7 separate regions of the Mus musculus genome follow, and regions 2, 3, 4, 5, 6 and 7 are each linked to region 1. A link is a contact called in public HiChIP or PLAC-seq, Micro-C and promoter capture Hi-C data. All regions are on one chromosome and are shown on one strand. Each heading gives the region's core, a stretch centred on a gene start, on an enhancer-like site or on the middle of the called end of the contact. The rest is flanking DNA. Distances are from core to core; before and after follow the strand shown. Region 1 holds the start of Sh2b2 (SH2B adaptor protein 2). Region 2 holds the start of Pom121 (nuclear pore membrane protein 121). Region 3 holds the start of Vgf (VGF nerve growth factor inducible). Region 4 holds the start of Plod3 (procollagen-lysine, 2-oxoglutarate 5-dioxygenase 3). Region 5 holds the start of 4933404O12Rik (RIKEN cDNA 4933404O12 gene). Region 6 holds the start of Col26a1 (collagen, type XXVI, alpha 1). Region 7 overlaps Col26a1 (collagen, type XXVI, alpha 1).

The links. Promoter capture Hi-C pulls out the DNA fragments that hold promoters and counts their contacts. Hi-C and Micro-C count contacts between places; a contact is called where the count stands out from the background. HiChIP or PLAC-seq counts read pairs in DNA pulled down with a chosen protein or histone mark. Capture Hi-C pulls out chosen DNA fragments and counts their contacts.
Region 2: a promoter capture Hi-C map of liver shows a contact between it and region 1, with 3 times the contacts expected there. The contact joins the promoter of Pom121 here to the promoter of Sh2b2 in region 1. A contact is called at or near these places in 2 of 39 promoter capture datasets (both in liver).
Region 3: a contact with region 1 is called in a Micro-C map of embryonic stem cells, with 2.6 times the contacts expected there. The contact joins the promoter of Vgf here to the promoter of Sh2b2 in region 1. A contact is called at or near these places in 1 of 39 promoter capture datasets (pre-B cells), 1 of 484 Hi-C or Micro-C datasets (embryonic stem cells), 1 of 115 datasets of contacts at active chromatin or transcription factors (large pre-B cells) and 1 of 9 other capture datasets (embryonic stem cells).
Region 4: an H3K4me3 HiChIP or PLAC-seq map of bone marrow-derived macrophages shows a contact between it and region 1, with 4 times the contacts expected there. The contact joins the promoter of Plod3 here to the promoter of Sh2b2 in region 1. A contact is called at or near these places in 5 of 39 promoter capture datasets (the SN4741 cell line, cranial neural crest, hippocampal neurons and 2 more), 1 of 15 datasets of contacts at CTCF or cohesin (large pre-B cells), 6 of 115 datasets of contacts at active chromatin or transcription factors (the 230-238 cell line, bone marrow-derived macrophages, large pre-B cells and 3 more) and 1 of 9 other capture datasets (adipose tissue).
Region 5: a contact with region 1 is called in a promoter capture Hi-C map of adipose tissue, with 2.3 times the contacts expected there. The contact joins the promoter of 4933404O12Rik here to the promoter of Sh2b2 in region 1. A contact is called at or near these places in 5 of 39 promoter capture datasets (the C10 cell line, the HPC-7 cell line, embryonic stem cells and 2 more), 11 of 115 datasets of contacts at active chromatin or transcription factors (the NIH/3T3 cell line, T-cell acute lymphoblastic leukemia, bone marrow-derived macrophages and 6 more) and 1 of 9 other capture datasets (adipose tissue).
Region 6: a contact with region 1 is called in a promoter capture Hi-C map of embryonic stem cells, with 3 times the contacts expected there. The contact joins the promoter of Col26a1 here to the promoter of Sh2b2 in region 1. A contact is called at or near these places in 7 of 39 promoter capture datasets (the C10 cell line, cranial neural crest, embryonic stem cells and 1 more), 1 of 15 datasets of contacts at CTCF or cohesin (large pre-B cells), 2 of 484 Hi-C or Micro-C datasets (embryonic stem cells and large pre-B cells), 9 of 115 datasets of contacts at active chromatin or transcription factors (bone marrow-derived macrophages, embryonic forebrain, embryonic midbrain and 3 more) and 2 of 9 other capture datasets (adipose tissue and embryonic stem cells).
Region 7: an H3K27ac HiChIP or PLAC-seq map of large pre-B cells shows a contact between it and region 1, with 4 times the contacts expected there. The contact joins the enhancer-like site here to the promoter of Sh2b2 in region 1. A contact is called at or near these places in 2 of 39 promoter capture datasets (the SN4741 cell line and embryonic stem cells), 1 of 15 datasets of contacts at CTCF or cohesin (the NIH/3T3 cell line), 11 of 115 datasets of contacts at active chromatin or transcription factors (the 230-238 cell line, bone marrow-derived macrophages, double positive thymocytes and 6 more) and 2 of 9 other capture datasets (embryonic stem cells and pancreatic islet).

The regions. Positions count from the first base shown.
Region 1 is chr5:136,243,097-136,246,822 of GRCm38.p6, forward strand. Sh2b2 (SH2B adaptor protein 2) reads right to left here and starts at 1,844. Exons shown (of 9, transcript NM_018825.4): 1 at 1,533-1,844. It overlaps Gm30408 (a long non-coding RNA gene), which reads left to right and starts at 2,339. Exons shown (of 4, transcript XR_868600.2): 1 at 2,339-2,521.
Region 2 is chr5:135,392,946-135,396,671 of GRCm38.p6, forward strand. It overlaps Pom121 (nuclear pore membrane protein 121), which reads right to left and starts at 1,601. Exons shown (of 13, transcript NM_148932.2): 1 at 992-1,601. The coding sequence starts at 1,560.
Region 3 is chr5:137,028,248-137,031,973 of GRCm38.p6, forward strand. Vgf (VGF nerve growth factor inducible) reads left to right here and starts at 2,048. Exons shown (of 2, transcript NM_001039385.1): 1 at 2,048-2,214; 2 at 2,719-3,726. The coding sequence starts at 2,739.
Region 4 is chr5:136,985,301-136,989,026 of GRCm38.p6, forward strand. Plod3 (procollagen-lysine, 2-oxoglutarate 5-dioxygenase 3) reads left to right here and starts at 1,719. Exons shown (of 19, transcript NM_011962.3): 1 at 1,719-2,503; 2 at 2,817-2,908; 3 at 3,035-3,171; 4 at 3,272-3,435; 5 at 3,583-3,695. The coding sequence starts at 2,386. It overlaps Znhit1 (zinc finger, HIT domain containing 1), which reads right to left and starts at 1,604. Exons shown (of 5, transcript NM_001310747.1): 1 at 1,511-1,604. The coding sequence starts at 1,532.
Region 5 is chr5:136,917,083-136,920,808 of GRCm38.p6, forward strand. 4933404O12Rik (RIKEN cDNA 4933404O12 gene) reads left to right here and starts at 2,064. Exons shown (of 4, transcript NR_015555.1): 1 at 2,064-2,349.
Region 6 is chr5:136,881,092-136,884,817 of GRCm38.p6, forward strand. It overlaps Col26a1 (collagen, type XXVI, alpha 1), which reads right to left and starts at 2,124. Exons shown (of 13, transcript NM_001346699.1): 1 at 1,759-2,124. The coding sequence starts at 1,916.
Region 7 is chr5:136,862,178-136,865,903 of GRCm38.p6, forward strand. All of the region lies in intron 1 of Col26a1 (collagen, type XXVI, alpha 1), which reads right to left. Gm20485 (a long non-coding RNA gene) reads right to left here. Exons shown (of 2, transcript XR_868604.2): 2 at 1,458-1,769. Among named protein-coding and RNA genes, the nearest start is that of Gm20485, 6.3 kb to the right of the region's middle. RefSeq lists an enhancer at 1-2,758. Within about 2 kb of position 1,979, at least 142 of the 459 cell types and tissues checked have an H3K27ac peak or open chromatin away from gene starts, as enhancers often do. A contact at or near this core is called in the 230-238 cell line, double positive thymocytes, pancreatic islet and 1 more, where this site is marked.

The DNA of each region.
Region 1 (3,726 bases), core at 594-3,093:
ACAGGCAGAAATCTCTCTCACTTCAAGCCTGGTCTACATAGAGAGTTTCAGGCCATAGTGAGACTGTCTCAAACAACAACAACTAAGCAAACAAAACCATGATGCCTCACACTAGCCGAATGGGATTTTGAAAGATTTTTTCCCCCCCAGACATCTTGGAAATCAAAAGATATATATTGAAGGTGATACAGTGTAGCGGTTTCAGATTCCCCGTTCCTTACAGCCTCCTGGGGGAACCACTTATCTGGGGGGTGACTGCCCAAGTAGGAAGGGTGCTCCCCAAGAGGAGCAATTCCATCAGATCCCCTGGCAGAAACACTTATTTGGCACACGAGGTAATTCAGCTCAGGGGGCAGACAGAGATCAGGTTGATGAGATGGCTCAGTGGTAACAAGACGTGCGCCAAGCCTGATGACCTGAGTTCGGTCCCCAGAACCCATGTAAAGAAAGAACTGACTCTCGAAAGTTGTCCTCACACACTCACACACACACACACACACACACACACACACACACACACACTCATAAATAAACAAGCAAAAATTTTTAAAAATTCCACAAAGGGGCAGAGATGAAGCTCAACACTGGTCTGACAGCCCCACCCCCTACATCACCTCTGGTGAACTAGACTCTGGTTTACCCACGTTCACAGCCTCTTTGGGGGATACCCTGCGACTGTCCGATCACTGCAGACTTCTGACCTCAAAGACTCCACTGAGGGACTCTATGCGAGGGTGGAAGGGTAGGAAAGCCCTGGCGCGTCCCAGCCTCTGCCTGGCTCCGGCCCGCAGCCCTGGCGCGTTTCCTACACGCGCAGCTCACAGGTTCATCAATGGCCTAGGCCGAAGGGGCTGAATGGAGGGCACTAACCCGCCCCTTCTTAAAGGCGCCGGCCTGTCACCCTCGGCGATCCTCCTCTCAAACCCGGGGCTGCTCCGGAGCTCCAGAGTGGGCGGGTCACGAATAGTGGCCGTGGGAAAGAGGGCCTGGGCCGGAAAGAGAGTGTCCCCACGGGGTCACTGTGGCCCAGCGAGACCCCAGCGTGTAGCCATCACCCTCATGCTGTGTTGACCCACCTCCTCCCAGACCCTGGAAGAGACCTGAACGTCCCCTCCCCCCAGCATCGGATCCCTTCCTGTAGAGGACCAGCTGCGCTCGCCCCTCCAACCAGCCAGGGTCTGATGAGGGGAAAGGGGCTCAGCTGCTCCAGAGGTGGCTTCTTTCTCCCACCTCAGCTTCCCGTTACTCTCCACTTCTCCTGGGCAGTGGGTCTAGGATCCGATCCCAGAGGGGTTCATCCCCCTCTGTCGCGCGTCCTCCTCCCTCCCACCGGTGCACACAAAGACACGCTCGGACCCGGGCGCGTGCGACCGCGCTTCCCGGGGAGGCGGTGAGCACACACCACACACCTCATCACACACACACACACACACACACACACACACACACACACACACACCCTCGGGGACAGCTGGGCACCGGGTAGAGTAAAGGACCGTGGGGACAGGGAGCTGAGAACAAGCAGGCCGTACCTACAGGCGCGCAGCTTCGGCCGCGCGGGCTGGGGCGCCGGAGGAGCGCTGCCCGGACCGCGGCTGGGATCCCCGGACCCGGTGGCGCATGGCCCTCCGGGCCGTAGCTCCGCCCTTGGTGGCCGGTGGCGGCGGCAGCGGGGGTGGCTCCCGCTTCCCTGGCCTGCAGCTTGCGAGGCGGTCTTGGCGGTCCTGGTGCGGCCCCCTTGAGGTTCTCTCCCTCTTCAGGCTCCCGAGCTCCGCGCGCTCCGATCCCAGACTCGCGCGCCGCGCGCCCCTGGCCCTCCTCCTTGCCTGAGCAGCGCGCGCCTCTGGGCCCCGCCCCACCACTAGCCCCGCCCCAACACGCCCCCCCGCTTCAGGCCCCTCCTTTGCCGCACCCCCCGCCCACGCGGCGCGAGCCACTAGCCACGCTCCCAAGTCCTTCCCCAACCCCCAACCCCGGCTCTCTCTCCGGAGCCCCAGTGGCGCCGGCTAACCGCTCTGTCTTCCTCCGGACAGTGGCTGAGCAGAAAGACCCGGGTGCCCAGGTCTCGTTGCCAGTCGAAGGAATCCCTCTCGTGTGGGAGCGTCTCCCGAAGCCCAGGGTGGTGGCCCCCAAGGGCAGGATTGGAGGATGTTCTACGTGATGGGTCACCCCGGGCGTGGACACCCTATAAATGTCTCTGGGTTACTGAGAGTCAGACAGGGGCGGGCGCTGTAGGCCGACCCTCCGCCAGAGGACAATGGAAGCCTCGAGGAGGTCCAGATGTCGCAACCAAGGAAATGTCTGTCTGGTTCTCAACATCCAGGAGCCCAGAGCCACGCCCCCTGTCTTCCTCCTGCCCTCGGGGTGCGGGAAACCGCCCAGGATTTCGGATCTGGGGAAGAGCTCCTACACACAGGTCCTCCCCACTCAGCTTTACTCTGGTCCCACCAGGAGAGGTGTCTGAGGTCGTCCAGGATTCTGCGAAGTCCTCACTCTGGGTTGGCGACAGAACCAGAACTAGGTATTGCCTGGCCTGACTTCTCTGGTGGCGCTCTAGGGCATCCCGAGGGGTAAAGAGACCAGAGGAGATGGAATAACCTGGTGACTAGAGGCGCGGGGAGGAGTCAGATGGGGTTGACACATGCCCATAATCCCAACGCGCTTCGGACGGAGGAGGGAAGCAATAGTTTGAGACCAGCCTAGGGTACATACTGTCTCAAAAAGCCAAAAAACGAAAAAAACGACAAAACCCCACAGGTGTGTGAGGGGATGCTCAGAGGTGAGGCCTGTGGCTTCTGCAGTGGATATGGTCCCTTGGGCCTGCTCTCCTCTCCTCCTTGCTCCCCATTTCAGGGAGACTTCTGTCTGTGTTGACCTCAGGCTGTGATCTGCCTGGAGTGCCTCCATCTGCTGCCCTCCTCCCACACGGGGTGGCCTCTGACCTTTGTAAAGTCCTTTCACTCACAGGAAATCAGATTCACTGATTATTTTCCAGGAAGCAGCAGGGGTGGCATGGGGCTGGGGGAACTGGGCTGACATTGGAGAGATGGGGTGTGCTGAGCACATGGGAACTTGCTGGGGGCCACCGAAACCAGCCAGACCTCTGTTGAGGCCTGCCTGGGTACCTGTTTCTTCTCAGCCACACAGGGACCAGCAGCTGCCCTGTCTCTAGACCTGGCCAGCAAACACTTAATGAAAGTTTAGGCTGGAATCCAGCCATTGATTGAACTCATGTGGCTGTGAACCAGGAGGTTCCCAGTCAGGAAGGGTAGTATAGGGGTGAGAGAGAAACTGAACCCCTGGGTGGTCTGGCTATAGAACCCACTGTCCCCACTGCTTAGGGAGATGGGATGCTGGGGACATGAAAGAGGACTTACCTGGATCTAAGTTGTGGCTTAAATTCAATGGTGAGCTGTCAGTGACTGGCGAGGATTCTGGGATGGGAAACCCAGAATAAGACAATGGTTCTGATCTCTCAGAGGAGGAAGTGAGGAGTGAGTCTAACCCACATGAGGAACTGACAGGACACATAGAAGGAGGGTGGCAGTGATTGGCTGAGAGCAGCTGTCATGGAGATTGGAATGAGGTTTAAGGGTGACAGGTGCATCCGGGCTCCCTGAGGATAGAAGACTTTGGGGCCTTGGAGGAAAATCAGCTAGGACAGATGATAAGGGGTGCTTTTATGGTGGGCTCTGAAGGAGGGGCCTCCCTGGATGCAGAGATCAG
Region 2 (3,726 bases), core at 351-2,850, 850 kb before region 1:
AACGTAGCATTTTTTGGCACATTTCTCCCATTTCATCCAAAGGCAGAAAATATCAGTTGCTTAATGGCTGTCTCTACCACAGACTTCATCAAATTAAGAGGGAAACTGGAAACCTTGCCCACATGGGTACTTCAGAAGAAAAGCACATGCAGTTGGGATGTGTAGGAATAGTTTTTTTTTTTTTCCTTTCCCCCAACTAACCACCAATACACAGCAAAAACCAAACATTAACAGGTATTCACCACCTCAACTAAGCAGACTTATCAAGGCCAGTGAAACGTCTTGTGAAGGAGCTTGCTGCCAAGCTGGAGACCCAAGATCAACCTCAAATTCACGTGGAAAGAGAAAAAGGACTCCAGCAAGCTATCCTCTCATCTCCCTGTGAATATGCAATTTAAAAAGAAAAAAATGCTTTTATCCAGAATCCGGGTTGAGTGTAGTGGAGCACACCGGTAATCCCAGCATTTAGTAGGTGAAGGCAGGAGGGTCAGCAATCCAAAGTCACCCTCATGAGTTCAAGGGACAGCTCAGATACATGAGATCCTGTCTCCGGGGGGGGGGGGGGGGGGAACAAAAACCCAAAGGCTGGGGAATAGGTAGAGGGCAAGCTTGCCTGCTATGACTGAAGCTGTGGGTTCTATCCCAGCACAGCATACAACCTGGTGCAAACCTGTAATCCTATCAGTGAACTCGCTCAGAAGACGAGGCAGGAGGATGAGTTCAAGGACAGGCTCAGCCAAAGAACGGGGTTGAGATTAGACAGCCTATGCCATCAAATACCCTCTCTTAAAAAAAAAAAAAAAGAAAAAGAAAAAAAATAAAGAGAAAAGAGAGTAATGGGAAAAGGGAGGGAAGGGCGTAGAGATAAAAAGAAAGGGAAAAGGCAAAGAAAAGAAAAAGGGGAGGTGAGTTAAATCCGATTTACAGGTTGAGCCCTACGTCAAATCCGCGGCCGCAGAGACCCCACCCTGGGAAGATCGCCGGGGCTTACCGGTGGGGCGGCCTCCGGGAGGGTCGCAAAAGCGGGGTGGGGAGCGCGGGGTAGACGTGGTGGACTCGCTGGACCGCCGAGGCCGGAGGCGGGGAGCGTGCGGGTGGGCGGCGCCCCGGCCTCTCCCTTGGGTCCTGCCGGAGGGCAGGCTCGGGCGGGCCGGGCTTGCCCAGGTAGCTGCCCATGAGTAAGAGCTCAGCCGGGTCGGGGCCTCCCAGCGGGCTGCGGGGTTCGCAGAGGCTACCGTTGACTGGTGACTTGGCCGGAGGCGGTGAAGCGGTGAGAGCTGGCCGCGGGTGACGGCGCGCGTCGCGCACGAAGGACGACAGGGCCCTCGGGCCGCGGGGTTCTCGGCTCAGGCCCCACCAGGCCGCGCTCGCCCCCACGGCCAGCCAGGCCAGCGCGGCCGCCGCGGGCACCAGGTAGAGCGCGAGGCCGAGCAGCGCTAGGCCGAGGGCCGCAGCACCCGCCGGTCCTCCGTAGCCGCGGGCCCGGCTCCGGCCTTCCCGTCCGCCCAACGGGGGCCGCCGCCGCTCGCCTCCGTCAGCCGCCGCAGCCGCCGGAGACATCGCGGCTCCGCGCCGCGGAGCGGACTTAAATATCCCAGGGTACACCGCGCCGCGCGCCGCCGCCGACGTCACTGTCGTCGACGCGGCGCGCCGGGTGGAAAGGGGAAACCGCCGCCGCGTGCGGAGCACGGCGCGAGAGCCCTAGTTTGAAAAATTACAGCTTAGGTAGGCGGATCGGTGCACGCCTTGCCTCTCAGAACGCGGGAGGCGGAGGCAAGAGGAGTTCCGTGAGTTTGAGTCCAGCCTGGTTCACAAAGACAGTTCCAGCGCGACATGGAGACATAAAGCCTGTCTCAAAACAGCAAAACTTAAAAAAAAAAAAAAAGAAAGAAAGAAAAGAAGAAAAGTACAGCCCGGTTTTTGACGCTGGAGGTTTCCCTGACGCTCCTGGACTGCAGAGGAGTGATGTTAGAAATCAAGGCACAGAACGGAGATGGGTGGCACGCGCCTGTAATCCCGGCATTTGGGAGGTGAAGGCAGGAGGATCCCGAGTTCTAAGTCAACCTGGGCTACTTAGTGAGACCCTCCCCGTCTAAAACAAAATAAAACCCGATCAGTCAGACCCTGTATTGGAAAAGGCCAATCAGGCCCTGTGTGGAGGCTCACTGTTTATCGCAGCGAGGTCAGTTCCAGGCCTGCTGGAGCAACACAGTGAGACCCTGTCTCAAAATAATTTTTTAAAATGTGTGTTTTGCTTGAATGTATGCTGGGATTACATTCACACCATCACATCTTACACTTGCGTGGAGGTTGAGGGTCAACGGCAAGTGTCTTTCAATCTCCTTTTTTTCTTTTCTTTGTTGTTGTTTCTCGAGACAGGGTTTCTCTGTATAGACCTGGCTGTCCTGGAACTCACTCTGTAGACCAGGCTGGCCTGGAACTCAGAAATCCACCTGCCTCTGCCTCCCAAGTGCTGGGATTAAAGGCGTGCACCACCACCGCCCAGCAAGTCTTTCTCAATTACACTGCACATTATTCTTTGACACAGGGTCTCTCACTAAACCCAGAGCTCACCAACCTGGCTAGGCTGGCTGGCCAAAAAGACCCAAAATCTTTTTGTGCCTACCTCAGTGCTTGGGATTACAGGGGCTCCTACTGTGCTCAAGCAAGCTTGCTCAGCAAGCCCTGTACCAATGGAACCATCTTCCCAGTCCATATTTCCCCCCTTTCCATCCTTCCCTCCGTTCCTCCTTTTGTTTGTTTCTTCTTTTTTTGAGGATGATAGACTGAGAGCTATTCCTCCACAATCAAGAGTAAGATAAGACTAGACTTGGGGAGGGAAGGCTAGATGGATGAGGGAGAAGCGGGGAGAGGCAGGGATTAGAGTTTAGAGACGATGCATATTGTTAATAAAACTAGCTGAACTGGTAAATGACAGTGAGTACAGTGGGCACTGGTGATAGTTAAGAAACAGGGTGGTCCTGCTCAGTGCCATTCTTAGTTTCTGAGGTGTAATCCAGTAGGGGTTTGTTGTGTATCGGCCACTAGAGGGCAGTCCCAGGCTTATCCATTAAAGCACAAACACACACAGCCTTATCTGTCCACCTTGGTTTTATGCAGTGGTTCTCAACCTTCCTAATGCTTTAACCGTTTTATTCAGTTCTTTATGTTGTGGTGACATCCCCCAACCCCCAAACTATAAAGCTACCTCCTAAGTGTAATTTTGCTACCGTTATGATTTGTAGTGTAGATGATGTTTTCTCGATGGTCTTGGGGTGGAGGGGTCAGTACCCACAAGTTGAGAACCACTGGCCTTATGGTCTCACTGAAGCACTGCCTAAAGGACACACGACCAGGCTACCCGACGCTTGTACTTGTCCTTTGAAAATCGTAGTTAGGGCTAGAGAGATGGCTCAGAGGTTAAGAGCACTGACTGCTTTTCTAGAGGTCCTGAGTTCAGTTCCCAGCATCCACATGGTAGTAGCTCACAACCATATGCAATGGGATCTGATGACCTCTTCTGGTGTGTCTGGAGACAGCAACAATGTGCTCACATAAGTAAATAAATCTTTTTTTTTTTTTTTTTAAGAAAATTGTTAACAAAACGGCAAAGTGAGTCAAGTCTGCTGGGAATCCCAGCCTACTCCTTCAGTCTCCCCCCCCCCCCATTTCCCTACAGAGAGGGAGTGAACAGAACTGAATGCTCCTATTTAGGAAGTAGAGGCA
Region 3 (3,726 bases), core at 798-3,297, 790 kb after region 1:
TAACGTGACCCCCCCCCCCCCAGCCCACGGCTCCAGGGAACCAGGCTGAGAAGATGAAGAAAGATGGGGAGGGAAAAGGGAAGGAGGGTCTAGCCACAGTTGTGTGTGGAGGGGTGTCAGATGCTGCTGTGCTGTTGTTTTTGTTGTTGTTGTTGTTGTTGGTGTGTCTTTAGGCACCCCTCCCTCCATTCTTTGGAATATCCACTGTCACCTTGGTTCTCAAGTTTGTTTATTTATTTTTCTTTCTCTCTCCTTTAGCCTGCTTCTTCAACCTGCTTCAGGTTCTTTTCCTTCCATCCCCCTGTCCCCATCTCTCTTCTCTTTCCTCTCTCACCCCACCTTTTCTCTGCAGAGCTGATGGGGTTTCTTCTGGGAAAGTCAAGCCACTGATGGAAGGGAGAAGCCACTGCTGGTTATAGAGAGAAAGCACGTGAGTGTGTGTGTGTGTGTGTGTGTGTGTGTGTGTGTGCCCGCGCGCGCGCCCTCGCGCGTGCACGAGCTAGGGGCTTAAAATGAGGGTCAGTAACAGGATGGTATGAGGGGGCTGACTCTGAAAGAGGTTCTGAGACCCTCCAGATGCCCTCCCCATTCTGGTTTCCAAAGTGTCAGGGTGCGGGGGGGCTTTGCGTGTGCCTATAAGCACCCCTGTGTCCGCAGTCCTTGTGTGTCTGGTGTGTGTCATTGTCCCCCCCCTTTCCCTGCCCACGCCCCCGCACTGCTCTCCGCCTGCACCGCAGCCCCCTCCAGCCTTCCTCCCTCCCCTTCATTCCTGCAGTAGCAGCTCCCGGGGCCACCTTTCCCTCTCCTCTACCCCCTCCCCATTTCCGTCCTCCCATCCCACCCCCGCCCACGTCTGGTCTCCCTTCACTGGACCCGGCTGGCTGATAGATTTTCTGCGCAATCTCTGCGTCATCGCCCCCCACTCCCGGAACCTCTAACTGTCCAAGCCCCCAGCCCCAACCCCTCTGGGCAGGAGATACGGTCGAAGGGTCTGATGGCTGAGAGGGTCCATCTCTGACGTTGCAATTCACCCCCCCCCCCCGGTCGCGTTCAGACCTCCCCTTTAAGCGGTAGAGAGAAATGGAGTTGAGTCACCCTCTCCACCTGCTCAACCCCCTCCCCACCTGGTCTGCTCTCGCCCTCCAAATGTCCTTGGGTGGGGGCTGTGGGGGAGAGGGAGACAGGCTGAAGGGTGTGGGAGAGTTGGATTAAAAGGGGGCACAACAGGAACCCCCTAACAGCCACAGCAGAGCCCGCTGGCCAGAAGGACAGACACACCTTTTTTTCCCCAACCCCTTCAGACACGAACTGGTTTGAACAGACACGACCCAAAGGCACACACATCGTCAATCTTTCCCTTTTCTCTCTCGACTAGGACCCTTTCCAAGGTGATTACCCAAACCGCAAGATCCACCCATCTGCGCTGACCCTGGGCGGGCATCCCGCACCGCAAATCCACCCCCTCCTCTCAGGTTCAAGTTGTCCTTGGGCGTGCTCCCTATAGACCATACTGTGGCGGAGTAGGGAGCCAGGCCCCTTCCCCTTTCAAACCCTTACCGTCCCCCCATCCAGTACTGATCTTTTACTGGCGCCCAATTAGATGCTGGCGGTGCCCTCTTCCTATTCTGCTCAGCAACGCAGGCTCCGCGCCGCAAGTGCTTTGTAACCCACCCTCCCGCCTTCTGGTTCCTCTGTACCCACCCTTCCATTCATTTTTACATTCATTCATTCATCCTTTTCTCCTCGTCCCTCCTTCATTCATTCATAGCCCCCTGCCCCGCCCGCCTCGACATTTCATTCATTCATTCATTCATTCATTTCCCGGAGCTCGGCTAGCGCACGCCCCTCTAGCCGAGGGCCCTACTGCGCAGGTGCAGGCCGGGAGCGACGCTTATCCTCCAATCATTGGACTTTCACCGTCCACCAGACACCCGCCCGCTTCCCCATGAATGAACATTGACGTCAATGGGGCGGGGCTATCCCACGTGACCCCGCGCGCTCCCCTTTATAAGGCAGAGGCGGCGCGGGCGCTGTCCAGCGTGCTGAAGCCGGAGCGAGAGCGCTGTTGCTGACCCAGCTGAGCCCAGCTTCTAGGACGCCAGCCCTCGACCATCGCTCATACTCCAGCCACGGAACAGAGCCAAGGCGGACCGGTCCCGACTTTCCCCCTGCCCCGACCCTCCTCTCCACCTCCCGCCGTCGTGACACCGGCTGGTAAATACTCCGCTGTCCATCCCTCCAACCCTCTTCACTCGTGGGCGTGAAGGGAGGATTTTCTTTCCATATGGGGTATTGAGAGCATAGCGGTGTGCCCCCGGGAAGGGTCTTTGGTAAAAGGGGAGTCTCTGCTTTTTTGTCGCTGATGAAGTCACCCACGCACCATCCGGGGAGTCCTGTGGGGAGGGAACAGATCCCCCCTCCCGCTTATCATTGCTGCTTAGTACGCGGGCGCTGGCTGAGAGATGACTTAGGGAAGGGGGCGACAGGAGGTACTGGGTACCCAGAAGGAGGATTGCGGGCGTTCTCTGCCCATTTGCACGACCCCAGAGATCGCCACATCTTTCTTGTTCTCTGCTAAACGTTTCTTTTCGGGTAAGGTTAGAGAAATGAGGGAAACCCCGGATTTCCTGCTTAAAGGTGGGGGGAGGGAAAGCAGAAATAGAAAGCGGGGAGTTCTTATAGAAATCCTCTATTTCTTTGATTTCTTCTATTTTTCAGTCTCTGGCAGCCCGTTGGTCATGAAAACCTTCACGTTGCCGGCATCCGTCCTCTTCTGCTTCCTTCTACTGATCCAGGGGTTGGGAGCAGCGCCCCCCGGGCGCCCCGATGTTTTTCCTCCTCCCCTCAGCTCTGAGCATAATGGGCAGGTAGCTGAGGACGCAGTGTCCCGGCCAAAGGATGACGGCGTACCAGAGGTCCGAGCTGCTCGGAATCCCGAGCCTCAGGACCAGGGAGAGCTCTTCCAGGGCGTGGATCCCCGGGCGCTGGCCTCGGTACTGTTGCAGGCACTGGACCGTCCGGCCTCGCCCCCGTCGGTCCCGGGAGGTTCCCAGCAGGGAACACCCGAAGAAGCAGCAGAAGCTCTGCTGACCGAGTCCGTGCGCAGTCAGACCCATAGCCTCCCGGCACCAGAAATCCAAGCGCCCGCTGTGGCCCCCCCTCGCCCTCAGACTCAGGACCGCGATCCCGAGGAGGACGACCGCTCAGAAGAGCTGGAGGCGCTAGCATCCTTGCTCCAAGAACTTCGAGATTTCAGTCCGAGCAATGCTAAGCGCCAACAAGAGACGGCGGCAGCAGAGACTGAAACCCGCACGCACACGCTGACCCGAGTCAATCTGGAGAGCCCCGGGCCAGAGCGCGTGTGGCGCGCTTCCTGGGGAGAGTTCCAGGCGCGCGTTCCGGAGCGCGCTCCTCTTCCGCCCCCGGTCCCTTCCCAATTCCAGGCTCGAATGTCCGAAAGCGCTCCCCTTCCCGAAACTCATCAGTTCGGGGAAGGAGTGTCCTCCCCTAAAACACATTTAGGTGAGACTTTGACACCCTTATCCAAGGCGTATCAAAGTCTAGGTGGCCCCTTCCCTAAGGTGCGCCGGCTCGAGGGCTCATTCCTGGGCGGCTCCGAGGCAGGAGAGCGCCTGCTTCAGCAAGGATTAGCTCAGGTAGAGGCAGGGAGGAGACAGGCGGAGGCCACCCGGCAGGCCGCGGCGCAAGAAGAGCGGCTGGCCGATC
Region 4 (3,726 bases), core at 469-2,968, 740 kb after region 1:
TCCCTGCTCTTGCAGAGTGCTACAGCTGTTTCCAGGACCCAGGACCAGCAGCCATGAGGGTGGCTCACAACTTTCTGTAATTCCAACTGCCTCTTTTGTCCTTCATGGATACCTACACTCACCTGCACAGAGCAGCACACATACACAAATTAAAATAAAGAGCGCCTTTGAGAATTGACACAGTATTGACTTCTGGCCTCCATATTCTCAAGACCTGTGATTCAGTAGGGCAAAATCCAGTGTACATTTCTAGAATGTTCCTTCAGCCTGAGACGCATGCCTGTGCCCTGTGACTGCACCGACTACCTTCCTTGGACTAAAAGTCTCCCCAGTGTGGCTCCCAGATGTCCCCCTATCTTGTTGGATATATTTCCTATCCCGACATTTTGTCTCCTCTCTTGCTCTCGAGGCTGCTTCTGCCTGTCCTTTTTCTTTAATTGATAGCGCTCTTTGGCCTGTCCCTTTCTCACCCCCACAACCTTCAATAGGATCTCAGGAAGCCCAGGCTGGCCTGGGATGACCTCCTGTGCACAGCCACACCAGGCTTATGTGATGCTGGGGATGGAGCAAGAGTTTTGGGCATGCTGGACAACACCCTATCAGCAGGGGCTCATCTCTGACCTCTTTTTCTTGTATTTCTATCTTTCTTCAAAAAGTGCATTTATTCTGAGTGTTTCTGTGCACATGTAGGTGTTGCAGTACACGTGCAGAGATCAGAGGACACTGTATGGAAGCCTTTTCTCCTATCATGTGGATCCTGGGGACTGAACTCAAGTAGTCAGGCTTGGCAGCAAGCAACTTTACCTACTGCATGCACCATCTCACCTGCCCATTCCTGGTGCTGGGTTTCCCATAACATGCCAGTCTCAAACCAGAACTCCCCCAAACCACAGACTTCAGGACTACAGGACACCAAGAGGCTGAGGTCCAGCCTAATTTACATAGGCAGCCTAGGCTACATTAAAAAAAGAGAGAAAGGAAGGAATGAAGTGTGTATGTTCGTGTGTGTGTGTGCACGTGTTTGTGTAGTACCCAAAGCCAAGCCCTTTGATTTCCTAAGTTTCTCTGTTCCCTCCATCCAACATCCAGAAGCTGGAGGAAAGTGGGGCGATGGTGGCGCACGCCTTTAATCCCAGCAGTGTAGAGGCAGAGGCAGGCAGATCTCTGTGAGTTCCAAGCCAGCCTAATCTACAGAGCTAGTTCCAGGACAGCCAAGGGTACGCACCCTGTCTCGAAGAAAAAAACAAAAAACAAAAAAAAAACAAAAGCAAAACAATCCAGAAGCCGAGGTGAGTACCACTGCTCATAGCACCCGGGCTTTGGAGAGACAACACATCCTCTCCATCCCCAACGTCTGCTGAAGCAAGCAGTCACAAAACACGAATTAATGGTTCCGAGACTGCCCCAACACTGAGCGAAGGTAATTGACGTGAAAAGCTAGGCGGGGAGATGTTAGGCTGAATTTGAACTTGGGAAGCACAAAAGGGCGAACCACTCAAGGCTCACATACCGGCGGGTTTCTTCTCCACCATTGGCGCAACACAGTTGACAGAAGAGCCTACTGCGCACGCGTACTAACCACCGACCCTTGCTCTGAGCACACCCCTTCCGGTGGCGTGCACACATACGCGTGCGCAGTCTTTCCCCTCCCGCTTGAAGTCATTACGTGATGTTCCCTTGGAGATCAGCAAGCTTTCGCTTTCCGCCATCTTTGATAGGGGCAAACCTAATTCCGGTCGCATTGTGGTTACCCAAAAAAAAAAATCTGAGAGCCGCCTGCAAATGGTCACTTTTTAAAAACTGGCGTGGGTGGTCTTTAGGGGAGCGCTCTTGTCCCTGTGCCCTTTGCATCCCCGGTGCGTGTCCCCGCGCTGCGGGACAGGATAGGCAGGTTCGGTGGCTTTGTTGAACCCAGACCCACGAGGATGTCCGCGCGATCCCGCCTCCGGCTTCCCGGCCCCTCCGGGCCCGTCGCCCCCGCCGCGCGCCACCCCAGGCCTTGCTGTCCTGTGTTCCTCCGGGTCAGACTTGTGGTCAAGACCCGCCCCCGCGTCGCCTGGACCCTCCTCAAAAGGTCACTTCCCCTCCCGGGGGGATTCGGTTGCTCCGGTGTGAGTCAGGCAGTGCCCAGGACCGGACCCTCGGCTCCTCCCCACCCTCCAGCCCGCGCCCGCGGGACAATCCTTGCCTTGTCTCGCCGTCTGCATCTCGGGTTTTCGGTGGCCTCGGGTTACGCCTTTTTTCCAGGGCGGAGTCCCGAGCACAGCTCCTCCTCTCAGCGGGCTCGGTTTCCCCTTTTCCCAGAATCTTCCCGGGGCGTCGGAATCCAGGCGCTCAGCTCAGCGCCGGTGCGGGCCTGGGTGTAGCCTAAGCGTGCTGCTAGCCATGGCTGCGGCAGGCCCGGAACCCCGGCTTTTGCTCCTGCTCCTGCTGCTGCTGCCGCCGCTGCCCCCCGTAACTTCTGCCTCCGATCGACCCCGGGGCGCCAATGCTGTCAACCCAGGTGAGAACCCGGGCGGCCAGTGGGCAGGGTCGACACGTCCGCCAGCCTGGAAGGGAGTGTCCAGCCTTCCCAGTGCATTAGCCTCTCATGCAGAACTTGGGGTTCCAGGCTCCCCAGACAGACAGGAACACCCCAGCCCCCATTCGTGTATGTTACTCTCACCCGACTCTTCTGGAGATCAAATGTGCTGAAAGAACTTTAGTGAAGTAATATGGAGGTGTGTGTGTGTGTGTGTGTGTCGGGGGTGATACAGAGGGATAAACACGTGGGACACTAAGCCGTGTCTTAAGTGCCAGTTCTCTGGCTATGACAGACAAATTGCTGGTGATCACTGTGGCTACGGCAGAGACAGAGGGGTACCGGCGTTTTCTGCAGTCTGCGGAGTTCTTTAACTACACTGTACGGGTGAGTGGGGGGACCCATGGGAGAAATTCCAGCGGGAGAGGGCAGGGGTCGTGGGGGTTGGTCCTGTTTCCTCATCTTGGCCAGCTGAACCTCTTCCGCTGCGTGGGGGTGGGATCTTTCCTGCAGACCCTGGGCCTGGGACAGGAGTGGCGAGGGGGTGATGTGGCTCGAACAGTTGGTGGAGGCCAGAAGGTCAGGTGGCTCAAGAAGGAAATGGAGAAATATGCAGATCAGAAAGACATGATCATCATGTTTGTGGACAGGTAAGGAGGGCTGGGGTGGAAAGAGTGGGAAACTGGTTATGGAGAGAGAAAAAGAGACTGAGGTTCCTCCTGGCTCTCGTCTTCCCCTTTTCTTGCCCAGCTACGACGTGATTCTGGCAAGCAGCCCGACAGAGCTGCTGAAGAAGTTTGTTCAGAGTGGCAGTCATCTGCTGTTCTCTGCTGAGAGCTTCTGCTGGCCTGAGTGGGGGCTGGCAGAGCAGTACCCTGAGGTGGGCATGGGGAAGCGCTTCCTCAACTCTGGTGGTGAGTGGCCGAGTTCCCAAGACAGACTTGTCCCCTCTCTATCTCTCCCTCCCCCAGTGGAGCGGGCATTGCATGCTCTGGGTGCTTGAGTCGGGGACCCTGGCAGTCTCGGGAGGTCTAACTCACTTCTGCTTGCCACCCCCCCAGGATTCATCGGCTTTGCTCCCACCATCCATCAGATTGTCCGCCAGTGGAACTACAAAGACGACGATGATGATCAATTGTTCTACACTCAACTGTACCTGGACCCAGGGCTGCGGGTAGGGAGACTCAGGGACAGGAACCCCCTCT
Region 5 (3,726 bases), core at 814-3,313, 670 kb after region 1:
ACACACACACACTAAATGAGGGAAGGCATTCTTGCCTTTAATATGAAGAATAATCTGTGGTTTTGATGTGTCTTTGCTGTATCAGTGAAATACTCTCCATGTGTTAAGATGGGAGTCATTTTTCCTGCTGCAGGTACAGCCAACTGCTCCCACTGCAAAAGGAAAAGCCGCTGGCTGAACTGAAAAACACCCCTTCTCCATTCTGCTCTGTCTCAGTTCATTCCAATTCAAGCTTTTGGATTTATTTGTTTATCAAGTCCTGTGTAGCCCAAGCTGATCTCAAATTCCCTATGTATCAGAGGATAACCTCTTGCGCGCACCCGTCTTACCAGCAAGAACGACGCTGCAACAGGATCCTTCTGCCCACGTTTATTGGGAGAGCTTGATTGCAGAGGCAAAAAGATCCCAAGCCCAGAACTGGTGCTGCTTATATAGGCCTAGGAGAGGCGTGTCTCACACCCGGATTGGTTGTGCTTGGGTTATGTTTACCACCTCATTTGCATGCCTACATCTGATTGGTTAACCTCTCTCATCTGATTGGTTAATTTTGGTTAATTCTCAAAACCTCATCTTGGCAAAAGAACTTTACTGCCTATGTATGCATGGTGGCCAGCGGAAGCCAGCGCCACCCTGCAACGGCACATGTGGCTTCCCACAATAACCTTGAATCCCTGATCCTTCTGCCTTCACTCTCACAGGCCGCCATTACCCATGCCCAGTTTATGTGATGCTACAGATGGGAGCCAGATGGGCTTCCTGTTAGCCAGGTGTCTACCCACAGAGCTGCAGGCCTCTCTGTTGCTCTTTATACAGCCTTTGAAAGCATGCCTCTTGTTTCCAAAGCCTCAGTGTGGCCCAGGTCCACTTCAGGATTCCAGATACTCAGCCTGTGAAAATCAAAATGAGCTCCGTCTTCTACATCTATAGTCTTATCAGAGTTTTGGTCAGATTATAGAACAAAGGCCATCGTTATCCAAACCCTCTGGTCAGGTGGTTGGCACTGTCTCTTGGGATCCCAGTCTCCTTAGTTACCGTCTCTCAGTGTGTAGCAAGAGAAAGATTCATACCCAGGCCTTTCATTCCTATTGTGTCCTGGAGTGAACATTTAGTTTGAAGGTTAACTCAGAACAAGCCGTTAGTAGTTTTCAAGATTTCTTCCTACCGTATAGGTTATTGTCTTAGTTATGGTTTTACTGCTGTGAACAGACACCATGACCAAGGCAAGTCTTATAAAAACATTTAATTGGGGCTGGCTTACAGGTTCAGAGGTTCAGTCCATTATCAAGGTGGGAGCATGGCAGTATCCAGGCAGGCATGGTGCAGGAGGAGCTGAGAGTTCTATGTCTTCATCCAAAGGCGGCTAGTGGAAGACTGACTCCTAGGCAACTAGGGTGAGAATCTTAAACTCACACCCACAGAGGCACACCTACTCCAACCAGGTCACACCTCCAAATGGTGCCACTCCCTGGCCCAAGAATATACAAACCATCACATTTATGAAGTATGTATTAATCGTAATAGCCACAGGTTCCTTTGGTCTACTTTTGTGTACAACAAACCTTAAAGGAAGATGGCTGAAGACAGGCTAGCCAGGTACAAGCTCCACTTAGGATATGCAGTGTCTGAAACGGCTCCGAGGGTAAATATAAAAAAGGGACTTTCTAAATACTATTTAAGTACTTATAAGGCAAATACTGTGTTTGAATTCTCCTTAAAGGCGTGGCTAGTAATCAATGGACTACGTTTCCCATAGCTCCTGTGGCAGCTTCTCTGCATTTCCTAGAAGGCTGTTCGCCCTTTGCTCTGGCCCTGATCATCCGTGGGAAGAAAAAATGGCAATGTATTCGTCAGCATTGTTTAAGTCAAATATCGTCTTTTGTCCTTTATCGTTCCCCTAATCTGGCTTCTGCTCCTTCGCTCGCTGGCTTGCAGAGCCCAAATAATCTGAGAATAGTCTCTGTGGCAACTACAACGGTTTCTAGGGCTACTCGGAGAAGCAGGAGGCTGTCCATGCCGAAGCATTCTGGGAGTTGTAGTTCTGGTTCCTTTCCAGGCAACGGCTTGTCTTGCTCTGCCTCCTCCCACACCAGAAGTGAGCATCAGGTGGTGGCGAGCGCGTAGACAGGGTGAAAGGTGTGAGGGTTAGCGACAGATCTGCGTATTCACCTTGCTGGTCACCGGCCACCACCACCTCGGCGCCAATGAATTTTCTGTCGCGAGCCCCGCTAACGGCTTGCCGCTGAAAACTCTGGGAAATGTAGTTAGGCGCGAGCAAGCTGTCGTTAGTTGCAGGTCTGAGGCGGGAACCGGGGCTCCTCATGTGTTCGCGGCTCGGTTCAGCCTTCCACGGTGAGGATTTTCAGCCGGGAAATCAGGACAAGACCTGGGACTGGATGCGCGGGAAGCCCAGCCCTGAGCCGGGGGGTGGGGGTGGGTGGGGGCGCAGGCCACCTCTCCAGTCCTGAAACCCCCCCCCCCCCCCCCCCGGTGATGTGACTCTGGGTTAACCGTCTAGTTCCTTCACGTTGTCCGGAATAGCAGAATGGATCCTGGTGATCGGAGCAATTAGGTGCTGTCCATGGGCTGGGGAGATGACACAGGGGTAAGAGAGCTTTTGCAACCTTGAGAAACCGCTCGAATCCCCAGCAGGGAGACAGGGACACAACCAACATGTGGGATCAGAGACCCTAGCCGCCAGCCTAGTCTACCTTCAAGTTCAGAGACGGACCCTGGCTCTGGGGAATGAAGCTGGGAGTAATAACTTCCTGTGGCCCCTGCAGTTGCACACGAGCTCTCAAGCATATGTCAGCATGCATACACCACACACAATAAGTAGTGATGGGTGCTGCCACAGCCACAGCCCTCCACTATTAAAGAAGAGGGAGCTGGGGTTAGAGTCGATAAGGTACCCCTCATCCATGGTCTAGCTGGGGCCGACAGACACAGATCTGCAGTACCTAGCAGTGTTTGCCCTCGGAAGCTTCACTGCTTCCTAAGAGCAAACGCGTTGATACTCCAGTAAATGACAAGGCTGGCGGGTGCTTTTGTTTGATTGGTTGGTTTTTGTTTTGTTTTGGGGGGATTTTGTTGTTTTCTGTTTTGTTTGTTTTTAGTCTGATGTTTGTTTTGGTTGTTGCCGTATGTATTTAGGGGGAGGGCATGTAGTGGTCAGAAAACTTTCTGGGTTCAGAAATTGATCCTTTCCTTTTGCCACGTGGGTCTGGGGGATTGCACTCATGTGATGCAGTGAGTGATCACATTTACCTGCTGAGCTATCTCACCACCTATCTTGGTTTTGTTTGAAATAAGGTCTGTATATGTAACCCTAGGCTGGCTTGGAACTTATAGTCATCCTCCTGCCTCAGCTTCCCCCAGTCCTGGGATTACAGACTTTAGGGAAATCATGATTAAAAATAAATAAATAGCCAGGCTGGTTGCACATGCGTGCGATTCCAGTGCTCACAAGGTAGAGACGGGGAAGTCAAGACTAATTTGAGGCTAGCCTGATCTACATAACAAGATGCAGACCAGGCAGGGCTACATAGTGAAACCTTGTCCCCTTCCATCACTAAAAAAAAAAAGAAGAGTGGGAGAGTGAAAGGACCAGCCATGTAAAGGTGCTTACCACCGAGCCGGACAGCCTGACGTCAGAGTCAATCCCCAGCACCCACACACGGAACAAAGCAAGGTACAGTGGGCCACACTTGTCACCCCCACGTCCTGCTG
Region 6 (3,726 bases), core at 874-3,373, 640 kb after region 1:
AGTCAATCCTGTGTGTTGACAATGAACTCAAAGAGTGAGACTCTCAATTCAAACGGCAGTTTTATTTTTTAAAGTACGTGTGTGTGTGTGTGTGTGTGTGTGCCCACGTGTGAGCGCAGTGCCCGCCCTCAGAGACCAGAAGAGAGCCTCAGATGCCTGGCGCTGGAGATATGAGCAAGGGGGTTCGTTCTGGGAGACCCACGCAGTGGACGCTGGGAACCAAACTCAGGTCCTATGCAAGAGCAGTAAGATAGTAACTTAATTCCTTAATCCTGTGGCGGTGTGAGGATCAAAATACACCGCGTGGAGCTAGTACAGATGCGAGGATTGGAGAGGTCGTCAAATAGGAAAGTTAAATTCGGTAAGATTAGCAAACAACTCAGTAACATATATTTGGGTGCGCTGCCTTTTCTTTGAGAATTCAAAAACCATTGAGACAGCGCTAAACCATCGGAGGAGGATAGCGCGCCACCTGGCGGTAGATGGAGAAGCAACGGACAGGTCCAGGCACTGAGGGCTGAGTGACCCCGCGCCTCCACCAAGCCCACTGCGGAGCCGTGGGATCGGGGTGGGTACCCTGTTCCAGTGTGAATTGGACAGCCAAACTTTCTTCGGCCGCCTCGACCCCCAAAGGCCGAATGGAATGGGCTCTCCAGTGTCGCCAGGCGACCGAAAGGACTCATGGCCTGGTAACTCTGGGAACTGTAGAACACAAAGCCAAGGCCGCGCAGGTGAGCCGGGCTACTCCGTGGGGACTGAACCCGGAGTCTTGTGAGTCCCGGGAGCTCCCTCTACGACTCCCGGATGCAAGTCGGTGCCATCTCCATTCGAAGCCCAGGGCCGATGGGCACAGGGCAAAAAAAAAAAAAAAAGGGAAAGGACGGGTGGGCGCGACCGGAGACCACCAAGTCTGAGGCCCCAGGTTTCCAGAACCCCTCTCACACAAGTTGGCTCCCCGAACTCTTTAGGCCCGGGGTCCCAGCAAATGATCACAATATCTATTCCCTCTCCTGCACCCGACCACAAGGCTCCTACGGTCGTGCGTTCCAGGCGTCCGTAGTCCCCAGGCCTGCGTCCTTAGCACTGGGCTACTGTGCCTCGGAGGCCACCCCACTGTTCCCCATCTCGCTTTCGGTCTCCGTGCCCTCAGGCCTCGTGGTACAAGTCCCGTGTCCTTTCTTCCCAATCACTGGACCACTTCGCCTCTTAGTCTCTGTGGTGCGTCCCCAAACACAGAGCACTCAGCAGGGGGTCACTGCGCCTTGGAGCGCGCACTGGCTCTAATTCTCACGCCCCCGTGTCCTGAATACCCCAACATCCAGCCACCACTCCTCGGAGTCCTCACTGTCCTTTGATCTAGTTCCTGCGCCCCCAGCCCCTAGCCATTACGCCTCAGAATCCCCACTGCCCGACGATCCAGCTCCGCGGCGCCTCAAACTCGATGCCTTTCGACCCCAACACCCAACAGACCTCAACTCCTCGGATCCTCTGTTGTCCCACGATCTGGCCCTCACGCCGTCGAGCCTCTGCTTCCTAACATTCGACCACCTTTTCTGTGGTCCAGTCCTTGGTCCGCTATCCCGCGTCCCCCAGCACCGGGCCAATGTTCTTCACAGCCCCTGATGTCGCTGGATCCAACCCTCCGGGACCCTGGCTCACTGTCCTGCGTTACTAGTACCCGGTCACGGCTCTTCCGAGCCCCCGCTGTCCCGGGATCCAACCATCGTGCCCCCAGGCCCGGCCACTGGCGTTACTCACCGGCGACTCGAGTAGCCGTTGCCGGGGGAGCCGGCGCCCTGCTCCGGGTAGCCGTGCTGCTGCAAGGCTGCTGCCGGGAACGGGTAGAGAAAGCCGGTGGCCAGCGCCGACCCGCACAAGCAGCAGCACGCCCATGGTAACAGCAAAACCAGCTTCATTTTGCACCGCTCTCCCGCGGGGACCTAGGGTCCCGGGAGCCGGGAGCCGATCAGGAGTGCCCCAGACCGCTGGACTGACCCTGTTGCCCCAGGCTGGAGCGCAGGGAGCTAGCCGGTGATGGCGTGAAGTCAGGGTCGGAGGTGGAAGTCGTCTTGGGGGGGGGGGGCGCCCACGCCTCTCCAGGGCCGCCTTTTCAAATTCGGCGAGGTGGGCTCTGCGCAGTCGAAGGGGGCGTGGGTCTTTCTTTTTAACCCTCAGCGGTCCAGGACTGAGGAGGTGGCTACCAAGCCGGGGGTACCCCCAGGGACACACATGTTTCCAAACACTAAATCTTACATTGTGGGCTCTTATACACATTTTGCACTTTCCATACCAAGGTGGAGGAGGATTTGGTCCCTCTCAGTACCCAGTCTTTGATCAAACACCGTGACACTGTGAGATATCACTATCTCCATTTTTCAGAGGTAGATCTTGGACTCAAGGAAAGTTAAGCAAGGTTCTGTGGTAAAAGTGTGTGCTACAGAAACCTGACACCCATATAAAAAGCCTGCCATGACACTTAACCCCATCCTTAGAGCCTCCAGCCCTGGGGCTTCTGACCGGGCTCAAGGTTCAGTGAGGGAAACCTTGAATGGAGGTAAGAAAACAAGAGGACTAGAGCCGGACACCCTATGTTACTCTCTAGCCTCAATTTACCCATGCACACGCGTGTGCATAAGCCCCCTCTCACACACACACTTAAGCCTAGCTTGTGTGGTAGTGACCCCTATAATCCCAAGGCTCCACATGCTGATTGTGAATTTGGGGCCAGCCTAAGCTTCATAGTGACAACAGTAACCCAGAAAGTACAAACGGGGTTCTGCATCTGATAGTAGCACCCACAGCACAGGCCAGTTGACAGCAATGTGGAATATTCTGGTCTTTCTCGTTAGTCACGGTGTGGAGGGAAGGTTAGAAGACAAGAGTATTTTCAAATCCAGGTGAAGAGGAGGCTGTGAGCTAACCATTTGTTGAATGTCGCCGGTATCCATGAGGCACACTTCAGATTCCTTTGGGAGGAGGCGCTGAACACCCCTCCCCATAAAGTGGGGGTCCTCCAAACCCTTCAGAGCCCGAGGGAGACATGGATGGGGGGTGTGAAAAAAGGTCCTAGGTCTAAGACGCGCATCCCATGAAGGGGCTATCTACTCTGTGAAGAGTAAACCCGGCCTCCGAGACCCATGAGAACTTGGGAAGGGTGGACATTCCACAAAATAAAACAGAGCCAGGCTGAGCACGGCAGTGCATATCTGCGATTCCAGTTCTAGGAAGTTGGAAGCAGGAGTATTGGTCAGCCTGGGCTACATCACAAGACTTGGTAACAGACAAAAGAACTAAGTTGGGATTGGAGGAACTCTCGGGAAGGGATGGGCAATTTAGGGAAGAAGGTAAAGAGAGTTGAGTGTGATATATTGGGGTACCCATGCTAGAAGGTACCTGTGAGTTATGTATCTATAGGACTATATTAGACCAGATAGCAAGTCAACAGAGTGGGTGGCTCACTCTTTCCTAACAACAGTCCTAAAGCCAGATGGTGTGGGAGACTATAATTCCAGCCCCAAGCAATAGGTACAAGACTTTGAATCCAGCCTAAACCATATAGTGAGAACCAGTCTCAGATGGGCGCAGGGTCGGGGGAGATTCCTGAAAATGTAGCTCAGAGTTCTTGTCCAGAATCCTCCCAGCAAAGTGCTGGGCTGTGGCTCGGTGGTAGAGCCCCTGCCCAAAATGCTCAGTGAGGGGCTGGGGGCGTGGCTCAGTGGTAGAGCC
Region 7 (3,726 bases), core at 729-3,228, 620 kb after region 1:
ATGGTGTCCCATCTTTGGTAAATAGGTAATTTGTGTCAAGTCTCCCCAGTGTGTCAAGTCTCCCCAGTGTGTCAAGTCTCCCCTGGAACAAGGTCACCTGACAGCATCTGAGGTTCACATCAGTAAAGTAGGGTCACTGCTGTCCCCCTAATATGTGTGTGCATGGTTACTTCTTTTATTACATTTTCACTTCATTCTATGTGTTTCGTATGCACATATGTGCATGGGTGTGCATGTGGAGGTCAGAAGACAACCCTGCAAGAGTCTCTTCTCTCCTACCATGTGGGTTGCAGGTATTAAACTCGGGTATCAGGCCCGTCAGCCAATGCCTTTTTCCCTCAGAGCCATCTTGTCATTCCCGGCCTCCTGCCTTACTTCTGTGTCCCCTGTGTCACGCACGCCCTTTCCTCTTGGGATCTGTAAGTAATAAGTTCCTTTTCTCTGGATATGGAAATGTTACTACACCTCATCTTTTCTACTGTTGTGTGTGTGTGTGTGTGTGTGTGTGTGTGTGTGTGTTCTTGAGTACATATACACAGGGAGTCCAGAGGTCAATGTGGAGTATCTTCCTCAATCTCTCTCTACCTTTTTAAACATTTTTAAACCCTCACCAAACCTGAAGCTCTTCAGTTTGGCTAGACTGACCAGCCAAGTACATTCAGGGTTGTGTCTGTCTCTGCATCCCATCCCACAAACGCTGGGGCTCTACCCATGCAGCACCACAGATGCTGGGAATCCAAACTCAGGACCTGGTGCTTGCACATTAAACACTTTGCCCCGCCCCCATCATCTCCCTAGCTGAGGATACTCTGTATCTGAGGACAGGCTGCCACTCTATCTGTCTTCATGCAGGCTCTAAGATGCAAAGAGGCAGGGGGTGCAGCACAGGAAGCCAGAAAGCCAGTCTCTGAGCTGGACGTGGAGCACAGTTGGTAGAGTGCTTGCTCCATATTCATGATGCCCTGGGTTTGATTCCCAGTAGCGCATAAACCAGGCATGCCTGTATCCCACACCTGAGAGCTAGAGGGAGGAGGTTTAGAGGTTCAAGGTCATCCTTGACTACCTAGCCAGCCTGGAGGACCTGGAACCTACATTTCAGAATAAGAAGAAAACAAACAAACAAACAAACAAACAAAATCAAAGCATAGGTCCCAGCCCTGCCTGGCGCAAGAATGTAGCTTTAGGTGTAAGACTTTAGCTAAGTCCTTTCTTGAGACAAAGAGCCCTGACTTGCACAGCAAGCGGCACACACCAGCAGCAAAACGCCTGCGGCTGTGGTAGTCTGCAAATGGTCCAGTGCACAAAGATGCTTGCTGCCGAGCTTGACAACCCGAGATCCAACCCTAGAACTCATATGGTGCAAGGAGAGACCCGAGTCCCGAAAGTCGTCCTCTGTGCTCCAAAGGTGTGTCCTGGCACAAGTGCCCACACACATACACACTCACTAAACAAAAGAATGGGTTTTACTTTTTAATCTTAAAACTACAGAAGTGAGCTTTTGTGTTCCAAACTTAAGTCTGCAGAATTCCGTAGGCCTCGAAAACGTGTAAATATAGAGTCCAGATGCAAAGACTGCCCCTTTCCCAAGTCTCAGGGAAGATCTGAAAGGACCCGATGGAGAAGATGTGGCTCCCCTTCGCTCTGGAAATTTCCTGGGCCCTGCCATCACTCAACAGGACGTTGGCTGATGCTGCACAGGGTCCTCCGGGCCTCAGGGTGGGTCATGGCCCCTGCCCTGGAAAAACTGACAGCCCAGACAAAACCAGGTCCTGCAGAATATAAACAAGAAGACTCTCAATCAAGCTCCAGAGCACGGCCAGAGAAGAGAAGGTGACCAACTCTCTACACGCACTCCCTCCCATCTGCGAGTAAACGCTACAGCCAGAAATACTCCAGCCTTGCGCTGGGACCGGATGCCCCAGAGAGGCAAACAAGCCCTTGTTTTTCTTCACCATCTGCTCTGGCTCTCAGAGAGCTGGGGCCCATCCCCCCTTCCTTCCTGCTGCTCTGTCACCAGCCTCCGAGGGTCCTGTTACCACAGCCAGGCTGTGCAATGACCTCAGGAAAAAGGCTTCGGTTAGCAGGTCAGGCTGGAGAGCCGAGTCCCTGGAGCTCAATGGCCATAGCCAATCGGAGAGCTGGAGTCAGTGAGAGATCTTGTCTCAAAAGTAATAATACAATGTGGAGAGGGACTGGGAAAGACAGCTCACAGTCTACTTCCGGCCTCCACGTGAACGGTCACACATGTGCTTGTGAACCCACATACATATGTGTGCACACACATGTATAACACACAAGTACATGCTTGAAAATAATACTGCTGCTGGAAAGTTGTCCTGTTGGGCACAGTGCAGACAGGACCCTTGAGATTACAGACCCAGCCCTGATAAGGAGCGAGGGTCTCAGTTCTGAGAGCTGGAAGTAGGTTGTGTGTAGAGTGTGTGTGTGTGTGTGTGTGTGTGTGTGTGTGTGTGTGTGTGGCACTTCCTTTTGTCCTTGCCAGTCACCAGCTGAAGTGTCTCCTTTTGTGGTTTTTGACTCAGGGTCTCACTTCTCCCCCACTGGCCTTGAACACTTTATGTCCTGAAAATGGCCTTGAACGACTGACCCTCCTGGCTCTATCTCCCAAGTACCGGAATTACAGGTGTGTGCCACCATGCCCGGTTTTCTTCAGTGCTTCACTGCTTGGCTTCAAACATGCCAGGCAAATGCTCTACCCACTACCCACGTCCCACCCTTGGACTGAGGTTTGCATCCCTACACAGTTTGGTTCTTAGATCTGCATAGCCTCAGACACCTCATAATCCCCAGCACTCAGAAGACACAGACAGACAGACAGGCAACAGACAGACAGACAGACAGACAGGCAGGAAGACAGGCAGGTAGGCAGGCACGTGCGCACACACACAATGCAGAGTGTATCTGAGTGTAATTTCCCTCCATAGGGAGTCAAGCTCTCCCACCCTGGGACTACTGGAGAAAGAGTCAAATCTACATCTTTCCCAGACTGCCGTCCTTCTCTGTTCCATTTGCTAACAAAGCCCTCCTGATCCAACACAGTGGATGGTGGCAATTAAAAAGTACAAATCTGGAGGGGTGGATCAGTGGTTAGAGCACTTCATGTTCTTATAGAAGACCCAAGTTTGGTTCCCAGCACCCACATCAGGTGGCTCGCAGCCACCAATTCCAGTTCTAGTGGATCCTACACCCTCTGGTCTGCCCGGGCACCTTTGCATGCATGGTAAACACACACATATGCACACACACACACACACACACACACACACACACACACACGCATGCATGCATGCATGTACATGCACACACATACATACACATTCAAATAAAAATAATAAATTTAAAAATCTAAGTACAGAGCCAGGAAGATGCTGGGCTAGGAAAAGCACTTGCCGTCCGTAAATGCTGGGCGAGAATGACTGCCATCTTTAATCCCAGGACTCAGGAGGCAACAAAGGGGATCCCCAAACTAAGCTGACTGAACTTTGGGCTCAAGGGAGAGGCCCTGGCTATATATAAGGTGGAGAGTGATCAAGGAAGGCACCTGACCTCAATCTCTAGCCTCCACATGCAGACATATGCACCCTCAAATGAGCATACTATTCATATGCATATAGACATACAACATATGTACATAAATCCCAGCATTCGTGCGGCAGAGGTAGATGGATCACTGTGAGTTCAAGACCCGCCTGGTCTACATTAGCA